Linked DNA regions of Mus musculus: all the other regions are linked to region 1. A link is a contact called in public ChIA-PET and Hi-C data. All regions are on one chromosome and are shown on one strand. The core of a region is the stretch at or near the end of the contact, and the rest is flanking DNA. Distances in the headings are between cores, read along the strand shown.

Region 1 (2,860 bases), core at 198-2,697:
TATCACCTTGGCAGAGAGCCTTCAGCCTTTGCCTTGCAGGTTTAGTAGGCAGTCATGGCAGGGCCCTGAAGGTGTTATTGGAATGACGGGCTCTGTAGGTCTTGGAAGATGAGCATTGTTTTCTGTAGCAGATTTGGGTTGGTTTTCTCTGTGAGTCCATAAATGGAACCAGTGGGGAACTAGCTACACCACAATACCCCTTGCATATGTGCTAAGATCATCTGTCTGTTAAGTGGAAAACTTTTTAAATTCTCCTCTTTTAGAGTCTGTGGCTTGGGTGTCCCTTGACCTGCAAAGCCCATGATTAGAAGTCTCTAGAGTAGTCACCCTGTGCCTAGTCTCTATGGGAGATCTGCATCCCGCTAAGCACCTCAAGCCTCCAGGCCACCATGCTCTCTTTGGAGACAGGCCTGGGCCTCAGAGTCAACTTTGCCGCACCCTGGGTCAGTTGTCCTAACTCTGGGTTGGTTCCCACTGGTGCAAGCCTGACAGACAAGCCATCCTATTCTGTGAATTTCTCTCTGAGTGACCTCTTTCTAAGTTAGAGATCTGCCTGACCATTTACACGGGGCGTTCTGAGAGTGTGGGTCTACAATCCAGCTGTCTCCTTGGAAGTGTTTGGAAGAAAAGTGATAAAAAGAGTGACTTGAGCCGCGGTGGTGGCGCACGCCTTTAATTCCAGCACTTGGGAAGTAGAGTCTGATGGATTTCTGAGTTCGAGGCCAGCCTGGTCTACAAAGTGAGTTCCAGGACAGCCAGGGCTACACAGAGAAACCCTGTCTGGGGTGGGGTGGGGGGTGGGGGGTGGGGAGAGTGACTTGAAATCTAGGAAGCTTGCTTTCAAGTGACAACACAGAGTAACACTAGAGCCAGTTTGACCTGGGGACCATACTTTGGCATTCTTTTGCTATTCACAGAGCCCTGAGCTGCCCTGCCTTTGTACAAGGCTTTCGGGATTTATCTGCAGTGGAACTAGGTTGGATTTACAATCCAAAGTTGCGGAGGACATAGCAATGGGAAATTATCTTACTAAAATAAGGAAAGTCATCGCTTGAGGGGTAGGTGAAGCAAGGAAGGGGTACGACGGAACGGTCTAAAAGGCCGAGTTCTGTTTCTCAAGTCAGTAGCACTCTTTGCCTCATCGTTTTCACCCCAGAGTGACTCCACCTCACTCTGTGAGGGCTGCGGTGTCCCTCTAGCTGCTCCGCGCGGGGTCCGCGCTCTTTTCCCAGCCGGCCAGGCTAGGTGGGAACAGCTCCTCTTTGCACGGGTGCATTAAACGACCTACTCGCGTTCACTGGGCTTGGTGCCACCGGGCGCAGGACCCAGGCGGCGTCCCCAAGCGGGCACCCGGGCGGCTCCCCGGCGTGCGGCGCTCACCTGTCGGCCCGCCTCTCCGGGACGACCCAGGTGGCTCGGGGCGGGGAGGATCCGCGCCCCGCCCCGCGCGGCCACAGCCATCGCCAGCCCGGAGCGGGTGTCTGGAGCCCAGGCCGGGAGCCGAGCGAGGCGCCGGGAGCCGGCCGGCGTCCGCGCAGGTGAGCCGGGCGAGCTCTGCGGGGCGGCCGCGTGCAGATCCCGCAGAGCAGGGGCTGGGAGGGGCGCGCGGCTGCGGCGAGCACTGCGAAACGCCCCGCGGAGCATGGGGACTCTCCGAACCGCAGGGGAGCGCAGCTGCCCACATCTGGATGGGGGACCGAGCGGGCGCCTCGGGGAGCTGCGTGGTCTCCCGGTGACTCCGGGGCTGGAGGCCACGGCTAAGGCTGGGGCCCCACCGCACCGCCAAGTGCGAGCCAGCTCCCGCCCTTCCCTCTGCGGCGCTTGAGCTCAGCCCGCGGGGGCCGCCAGTCTCCCCTTCCTGGCTTTTGACTTTGTTGTTAAATCACTAACCAGCACATTGGTTAGTTTAGTTACGTAGGCTTCGGTGAAGCGGGGTCGGCTGGGTACTCTAGGGGGGCATACGTAGTAAGTCCGCGCTGGTCTGTGTGCCCGAGGGTGTTGTGGGGTGAAAGGTGCTGCTCTCCTCCCCGTGTCTGGTGCCTGGTCATCAGAGTGATGGAGTGGGAAGAGTGGTCCATTATGGTGTTTAAATTACTAGCTCTGTGACCTTGAGCAAGCTCCTTAACTTCTCTGAGCCTGTTACCTAAAAGATAATATAGGTGTTATAATCATCAGATGCCCTTAAATTATTTGATGCCCATGAGGTACCTAGCACGATGCTTGAGGGTTTTTCCTCCCGGTGTAGTCCCTAGGTGTTAAAGTATTCTCTCCAGAGGTCCCGGGCATCGGAATAGAAGACATCGGGGAGGGAGTGAGGTGTGTGTGTGTGTGTGTGTGTGTGTGTGGGAGTGGTAGTGTCTGTGTGTCTGGGAGGGTCGTGGCAGCCTTCTGACAAGCTGACTATAGTAGCAAGGGGGGGGGGGTGTGGATTTGGCGGGGCTGTTCCCAGCTGCTAAGCTCAAGACTGGTCAGTGCAGTATCCTCCTTCTAGCAGGGGGCAATTAGCCTGCTTCTGCCATTGTGAACTGTTAGAATTCTTTTCTTAGGGTTTAGGGTTTGGTGACTTGAAAGTTGTCTTATGCAACGTAGGAATTGGCTGAGTCCTCCAAAGGAAAAGTCTGAGGGTTGCAGTTTCCAGTGTAGCTAGATCTTATCACTCCTATGAGCTCTCAGGACAAGTTCTCTCCTCAGGGGCACTTTCCCCACTAGGTTGACATATTCTTTTGTATGCAATGGTCATTAGAGCAGGCACCATATCTTCAGGCTTACCACTGAAGGGAATAGAGTAAAGACGAAGAGTGGGAGGGAAAGAGAGAGAGAGAGAGAGAGAGAGAGAGAGAGAGAGAGAGAGAGAGAGAGA
Region 2 (2,860 bases), core at 92-2,591, 59 kb after region 1:
TTTAGAAATAAGCAGTTACCGTCGCATTCCTTTCTGAAAAGCAGAGATAGCTGGTTGAAGCTAGAAGTTTTGGGCAAGGGTGGTGGTGGTGGTGGGGGGGATGGGGAACATCCATGAACTGGTACTCGACTCAGGCTCCCTTTCTGGGTCTCTCTGTCCTTCAGTCTTTCCTTGTTTCTATCTTTCTCTCTCCCACTCGAGTGCTTGGGAACCAACCGACTCGCCAATGATTCAGACCAGTACTCCACATTGAACAGTTTGCTGCGGAAGCCAGAAGCTGCTGCAGTGGGGCAAAGGGTTGGCCCAGACACAGGGAACTTCGGGCATTGTTCTCATCCCTGCTGCGGAGATGACTGCAATGAAAGCATTGTTTGGTATCCAGTGGCAACGTAGCTTATGTAGATACAAAGAAAAAAGTGTTGCCTGATATAATCTCTGAAAACTGCTGCCACAGGCCTTTGAAACAATTAGTTTAGACTATTTCACAGGACATTAAGCCTAACAATGCCAGTCTGTTCCTAAATGCTGTTCAAGACATTTTTGCAATGAGGCCAAAATTTAGGTTGGCAAAGGGTGACCTCAAATAGGCAGCCTTGTCTTATTATTTTTAACAGCTTTTCTGAGGTATAATTGACCTACAATAAACTGGCATATTTAAAGCATACAATTTGCCAAGTTTAGACACCCATTGTCTGTGGAATTATCAACACAATCAAGGTAATGAACACATTTATCACCTCAGATGGTTTCAGGTCTTCTTGGAAGTTCTTGCCTCCAGTCCATCTCCGCCCCTTTCCTGGGGGGTACGGTGGAGTGAGGGGTGGGGATGCATTATGTCAGTGTAGGCTACTTTGCATATTCTCTAATCTTAAATTAAGAATGTAGTATATTATCTTCGTGTCTGGCTTTGCTCACTCTAGGTAATTTTCGTGAGCTTTATGCCTGTCAGGTGTTTAAGTAGCTCAGAATGTTTTACTGCTGGAAGACATTCCATTGGCACGAATGTCATGATCTGTTTATATGCTCACCTGCTGATGGGCGTTTGGGTTGTTTTAGCTTTGGGCTATTACATAGAAAGCTACTGTGAGCATTTGTGTACAAATCTTTATATGTGTCTGATTATCTATCATCCATCTATCTATCTATCTATCTATCTATCTATCTATCTATCTATCTATCTATCTGTGTAGCATTTAATTTTTCTCAAGTAAACACCTATGAGTGGAGTAGTTGTAAAGCCACTGTGGCTGTTGATTAAATGGATAAGCCAATTTAATAAGCTGTCACACTGTTTACCAAGGAAGGCAGTGCTGTTATTCTTGGCTTCCTGCAAGCGGTACATGAAAGTCCCAGTTTTACCACATCCTTACTCAAGCAGACCATACTGCCGTGTACTGAAGACTCTTTATGGCCTCTTGACTCTTTGTGAATTTTCTTTCGTGAGGTGTCTGAACATTTTTATTGTATTGTTGGCTCTTCCATTTTTGAGTAGTTCTATAAATTCTATACCATCTTTTGCCAAGGTTAGACACTCATCATCTGTGGAATTATCAGGACAATAAAGGTAATGAACACATTTATCAACTCAAATGTTCTCAGATCTTCTTGGAAATTCTTGTCTCCAGTTCCTCTCTGTCCCCTTTCCTGGCTGGGTGGGGCAGGAAGGGGGGAGTGATGAGATAGGATGGGGTAGGGAGGTGGCGAACTTTTCTTTTCTCATCTGAATATTGTACTTTCATGTTTTCATAGTGTCTCTCAAAGAAGAACAATTTTAAATTTTGATAAAATTCAGTGTGTCGACTCTTGTTTTGTTAAAATGGGATCTTGCATTTGTGGATGAAAATGAAAAAAATCATCCCTTAACCCGAAGTTACAAAGATATTCTTCAACACTCTACTAGAGCTTTCCCAATTTCCATTTTTACTTTTGGCTCTGCGAGCCACTCAAGTGATTTTCCTCACAGGGAGTAAGATCTGGTTCATCTTTTGCAAATTTACATTTGCTCCAGCACCTCTTGTGAAAGTTGATGCTTCTCTCCATTGATGGGCTGCCGCACATTTGTTAGAAATAGTCATTTGTCTAATTTTCCATCTGCTTCTCTTCTGGACTCCTGTTATACCGATCTGTGTGCTTATGCTGTCTTGATTACTGCAGCTGGGTAGTGAGTCTTGCAATCAAGTTGGCTACTCTGGATCCTTTTGCATTTTCATATACATTTTACAGTGAGCCTGTCAGCTTCTAAAGAAAGCCTGGTAGGACTTTGATTGACATTAGACTATGTAGATGATTAATGGAGAATCACCACTTTCAATGTAAGTACCTTCCAGCCCATGAACAACACTATGTAGCTCACTATTTATTGTCTGTACTATTGCAACAATGTAACAACGTAATATCATTTACAGTGACCAATCTTTTCATATTTGGTCAGGCTTTTCCTTCAGTGCTTCTTTGGGGAAGGCGCAATAAGTGATATATATATTTTTAATTTTAATTTCTGATGATTGATTGGTTATTTGTATATAGAAATACAAGTGACTTTTGCATATTAATCTTGAACCTGGTAACCTTTCATATGAAGTAGAGTTATAATAGTTCAACATTCTTGGGAGCTAATTTTAACATCTGTGCTCTGGATGGTTTTAATTGGCTTTATCCAATCAATTATGGGTTGTTACGATTGTGCTACTCCACTTTCCATTGTGACTCATAATCTTCAACTGGGCACTTTACATTCTGGATTTTTATTTTGTGCAGTGTTAGCCAGTTTTGTATTTCTTTAAGCATTCTTTGGAATAATGTTTTTTTATTTTATTTGAGAATTTCATATACCATATTTTGATCATATTCTTTCCCCTCC
Region 3 (2,860 bases), core at 137-2,636, 54 kb before region 1:
TTCTTACCTTGACCCAGTGAGCCCTGCTCTGGGCCCTGAATTCATTTACAGTAACTCACTTTGCTAGCGTCGATATAACCAATAATAATAATAATAATACATATCTAGTAATAATACATAGCTGGTTTTACAAGGTAACATCTCTGAATTAAGTTTCTGTATCAGAACCAAGTGCTACGCAGCAGTCAGCCTTCAGAGTGCTTTTCCACTGAGATCAGAGGAGTGATTAAAGAGCTGGGTCTGGCATGGGCTGTTGAGCTCTGGAGGTCACAGGTGGAAATTCATGGGCCACCTTGGTAACCTGTGGCTGACTTTGTTTTCCAGACGACACTGACAACCACCCAGCGAGAGCTGAGTCAGCTGCAAGAGCTTAGTAACCACCAGAAAAAGAGGGCCACAGAGATCCTGAACCTGCTTCTCAAGGACCTGGGGGAGATAGGCGGAATTATTGGCACCAACGATGTGAAGACTGTAAGCCAGACTTGTGTTCTCTGTTCCTACCCTGACTGGTGTGATCCGAGTCAAGCTCTGCAGCACCTGAGGCTCAGGGCTGTACTCTGCACCTGGCGCATGCTGAAAAAGGAGAGCTGGCGCATGAAGCAGGGGCTGGGGGAGGGGATGGAGAGGAACAGTTTGCCTTTCAGATCTGGGGGGCATCTTCCAGTCTTGGTTGGTTTTGTGTGGCTTGTTTTTTTTTTTCTTTAGCCTTACCTGCAATGCTCTCACACTGGGGCTCAGCTGGGAGAAGCTGCAGGCCAGGTCTCAGTCCCCACCCTTCCCCACCCCCCCAGCCCAATGCAGTGAGAATTCTCCAGCCAAGCAGTACGAATTGAGAAAGCTTCCAGCTGAAAGTCATAGGCAGCTAGCAGGGGCTGAAAGAGTAAACCACACTTAATTATGTGTAACAGGAGGAGGCTAGGCCTTGTTACTCAGGGTCATCTGCATCACCTGGGGCTAATTAGCAATTTAGACCCCAGGCTGACCTCAGACATACTGAAGCGGACTCTGTGTTTTAACAAGATGACTCGTGGCTTATTAAAGTTAGAGAACCCAATTTGGTTTCATTGCAGTGGCTCCACAATCCACAGGACCCGACTGTTGTGTTTCCTCTCTGCCCATCCTTAGCTACTTTCATTTTCATATCTTTACGCTTTTGCCTCGTAGCAAGATCACTGCTGTAGCACCAACTGTCAAGTCTTTATTCATTTACATCCAGTGTGCTGTATCACTAACCACTTTTATCCAGGAGAGGGGACTATATACCAGAAATTCCCAATCTTATGTAGCCTTAGGGCAGCTGCAAGGCAGCGGTTTCAGGCCCTGCCAGGTTAAGCTTTTAAGTCACGGCTAGGCTGGTCTGTGCTTGACGGTTAATGTTTAGAGCCACATGTTGCTGTTGAGCAGTGTAGTTCTGACATGGGGCTGATTAAAGGCTCGCAGGACCTCATGGAGTGGATTTGTGGGACGTTGGCACCTCCTGCTGATAACAATAAGAAAAGATATTTTTATGCTAAGATCTTACACTGAGCTGAGGAACACATTAGTGAACTCAAAGCGTGTCTGTGCTTTGCCATTAAAGGTCCTTCCTGCCGGAAATCCTAAGTATGATGAGAGGATTTTTAAATACCTAATTGCATGCTTTGGGATTATTTTTAGGTTCCAGACACTAGATGCCCTTAGCTAATTTCATTGATGACTCTCACTTACAGATCACGGTAGTCTCAGAGAGCCTCCTTCCATGCTGGACCAATGGCAAAGGCTGCCAGTGTATCTGTGCTGTTGCATTATGGGAGGGATAGAACGGGGAGCAGTATCGGGAGGCAAATCTCAGTCACCAACCCAACTCACGTTTAGCAAGGGCCTCCATGATGGGGAGTCACAGCTGATAATTGTAGCTTTTCCTGCTGGTCACTTAGTATTGTGCTGCAGTCATTGTTAGGTGGTATTGAATTCTTATATGGTTAATAAATCACAATACAGGAACGCAAAACTGTATACTTCATGTTTGCTACCAATATTTAGGGCTCATACCCAATATCATTTTATCTCAGTTCTCAAATGTTTACACAGAAAAATATGTGATTTAATGACAGCAATGATAACATTTGAGGAGGTGGGAGGGGCAGAGAGGGGGCTGATGGGAGGACACCGAACATCAGAAATTGCTGGCGTTCCTGGGCTAGATTCTGCTGGGACATAGTCTTCCTAAGGTGCAAGGCTGCCCTCTGGTGGTTAAACATAGTGCACACAAAGCTACTTTTCTGCATGGTTCAGCTTGTATACCATGCATCTTAGCAGATGGGTCTAACCCAATACCTTGTCTCCATTTTTGTTTTCTAGTGGAGTTCTGAAAGTTAGAAACCAGATATACCTCATTCAGGAATTCTGTCAGAACCATCTCTTGTCAGTGTTAACTTAGGCTTGTTCTTAGATATCTTATCAGAGTAGGTTACTGTCTACTTGGAAGGGCAGCTCCAAAAAGGCAAAGGAAAAGATTGGTAGCAGCAGATGGCTAAGCATGGAAATTTTCACATGAGGAGGCACTGGGCGATTGGTGCATTCTCTGGCATTAGAGGTTCTGTTTGAAGAGTGTGGTGAAAGTCTTTTATAGTTCAGCCATTGCATGTAGACATCAGGCTCCTCACCACTACGGAAAGTGTGGAGAAGAGAATTGAAGTGCTGGGTGGAACTTCTTCTCTACAGGCGAGATTATGAAGGGCCCCCACTAGGGACATTGGGTCACCGTTGTAGACATGCAGGGTGGGGCTTCTGAGGAGGGTTCTCCTTCATAAATTCTTCAATAGTTTTTCTTCTCGTATCATCCTTTCTATCCTCAAATCGGTTATAAGGAAGTGTATGG

What was found. A called contact is a pair of places that touch in the nucleus more often than the background predicts. ChIA-PET counts read pairs in DNA pulled down with a chosen protein or histone mark.
Region 2: a contact with region 1 is called in a Hi-C map of cortical glia, with 1.4 times the contacts expected there. The contact joins the enhancer-like site here to the promoter of Lypd6b in region 1. A contact is called at or near these places in 2 of 39 promoter capture datasets (epiblast stem cells and neutrophils), 8 of 484 Hi-C or Micro-C datasets (CD4 T cells, bone marrow-derived DN2 thymocytes, brain and 5 more), 1 of 115 datasets of contacts at active chromatin or transcription factors (memory CD8 T cells) and 1 of 9 other capture datasets (pancreatic islet).
Region 3: a contact with region 1 is called in an RNA polymerase II ChIA-PET map of memory CD8 T cells, with 13 read pairs. The contact joins the enhancer-like site here to the promoter of Lypd6b in region 1. A contact is called at or near these places in 1 of 484 Hi-C or Micro-C datasets (Th1 cells), 2 of 115 datasets of contacts at active chromatin or transcription factors (memory CD8 T cells and pancreatic cancer cells) and 1 of 9 other capture datasets (pancreatic islet).

Annotation. Positions count from the first base shown.
Region 1 is chr2:49,786,236-49,789,095 of GRCm38.p6, forward strand. It overlaps Lypd6b (LY6/PLAUR domain containing 6B), which reads left to right and starts at 1,448. Exons shown (of 7, transcript NM_001379382.1): 1 at 1,448-1,538.
Region 2 is chr2:49,844,955-49,847,814 of GRCm38.p6, forward strand. The region is part of intron 1 of Lypd6b (LY6/PLAUR domain containing 6B); the gene reads left to right. Among named protein-coding and RNA genes, the nearest start is that of Lypd6b, 59 kb to the left of the region's middle. Within about 2 kb of position 1,342, at least 57 of the 459 cell types and tissues checked have an H3K27ac peak or open chromatin away from gene starts, as enhancers often do. A contact at or near this core is called in cortical glia and memory CD8 T cells, where this site is marked.
Region 3 is chr2:49,732,380-49,735,239 of GRCm38.p6, forward strand. It overlaps Kif5c (kinesin family member 5C), which reads left to right. Exons shown (of 26, transcript NM_008449.3): 15 at 325-471. Among named protein-coding and RNA genes, the nearest start is that of Gm46738, 13 kb to the right of the region's middle. Within about 2 kb of position 1,387, at least 127 of the 459 cell types and tissues checked have an H3K27ac peak or open chromatin away from gene starts, as enhancers often do. A contact at or near this core is called in Th1 cells, memory CD8 T cells, pancreatic cancer cells and 1 more, where this site is marked.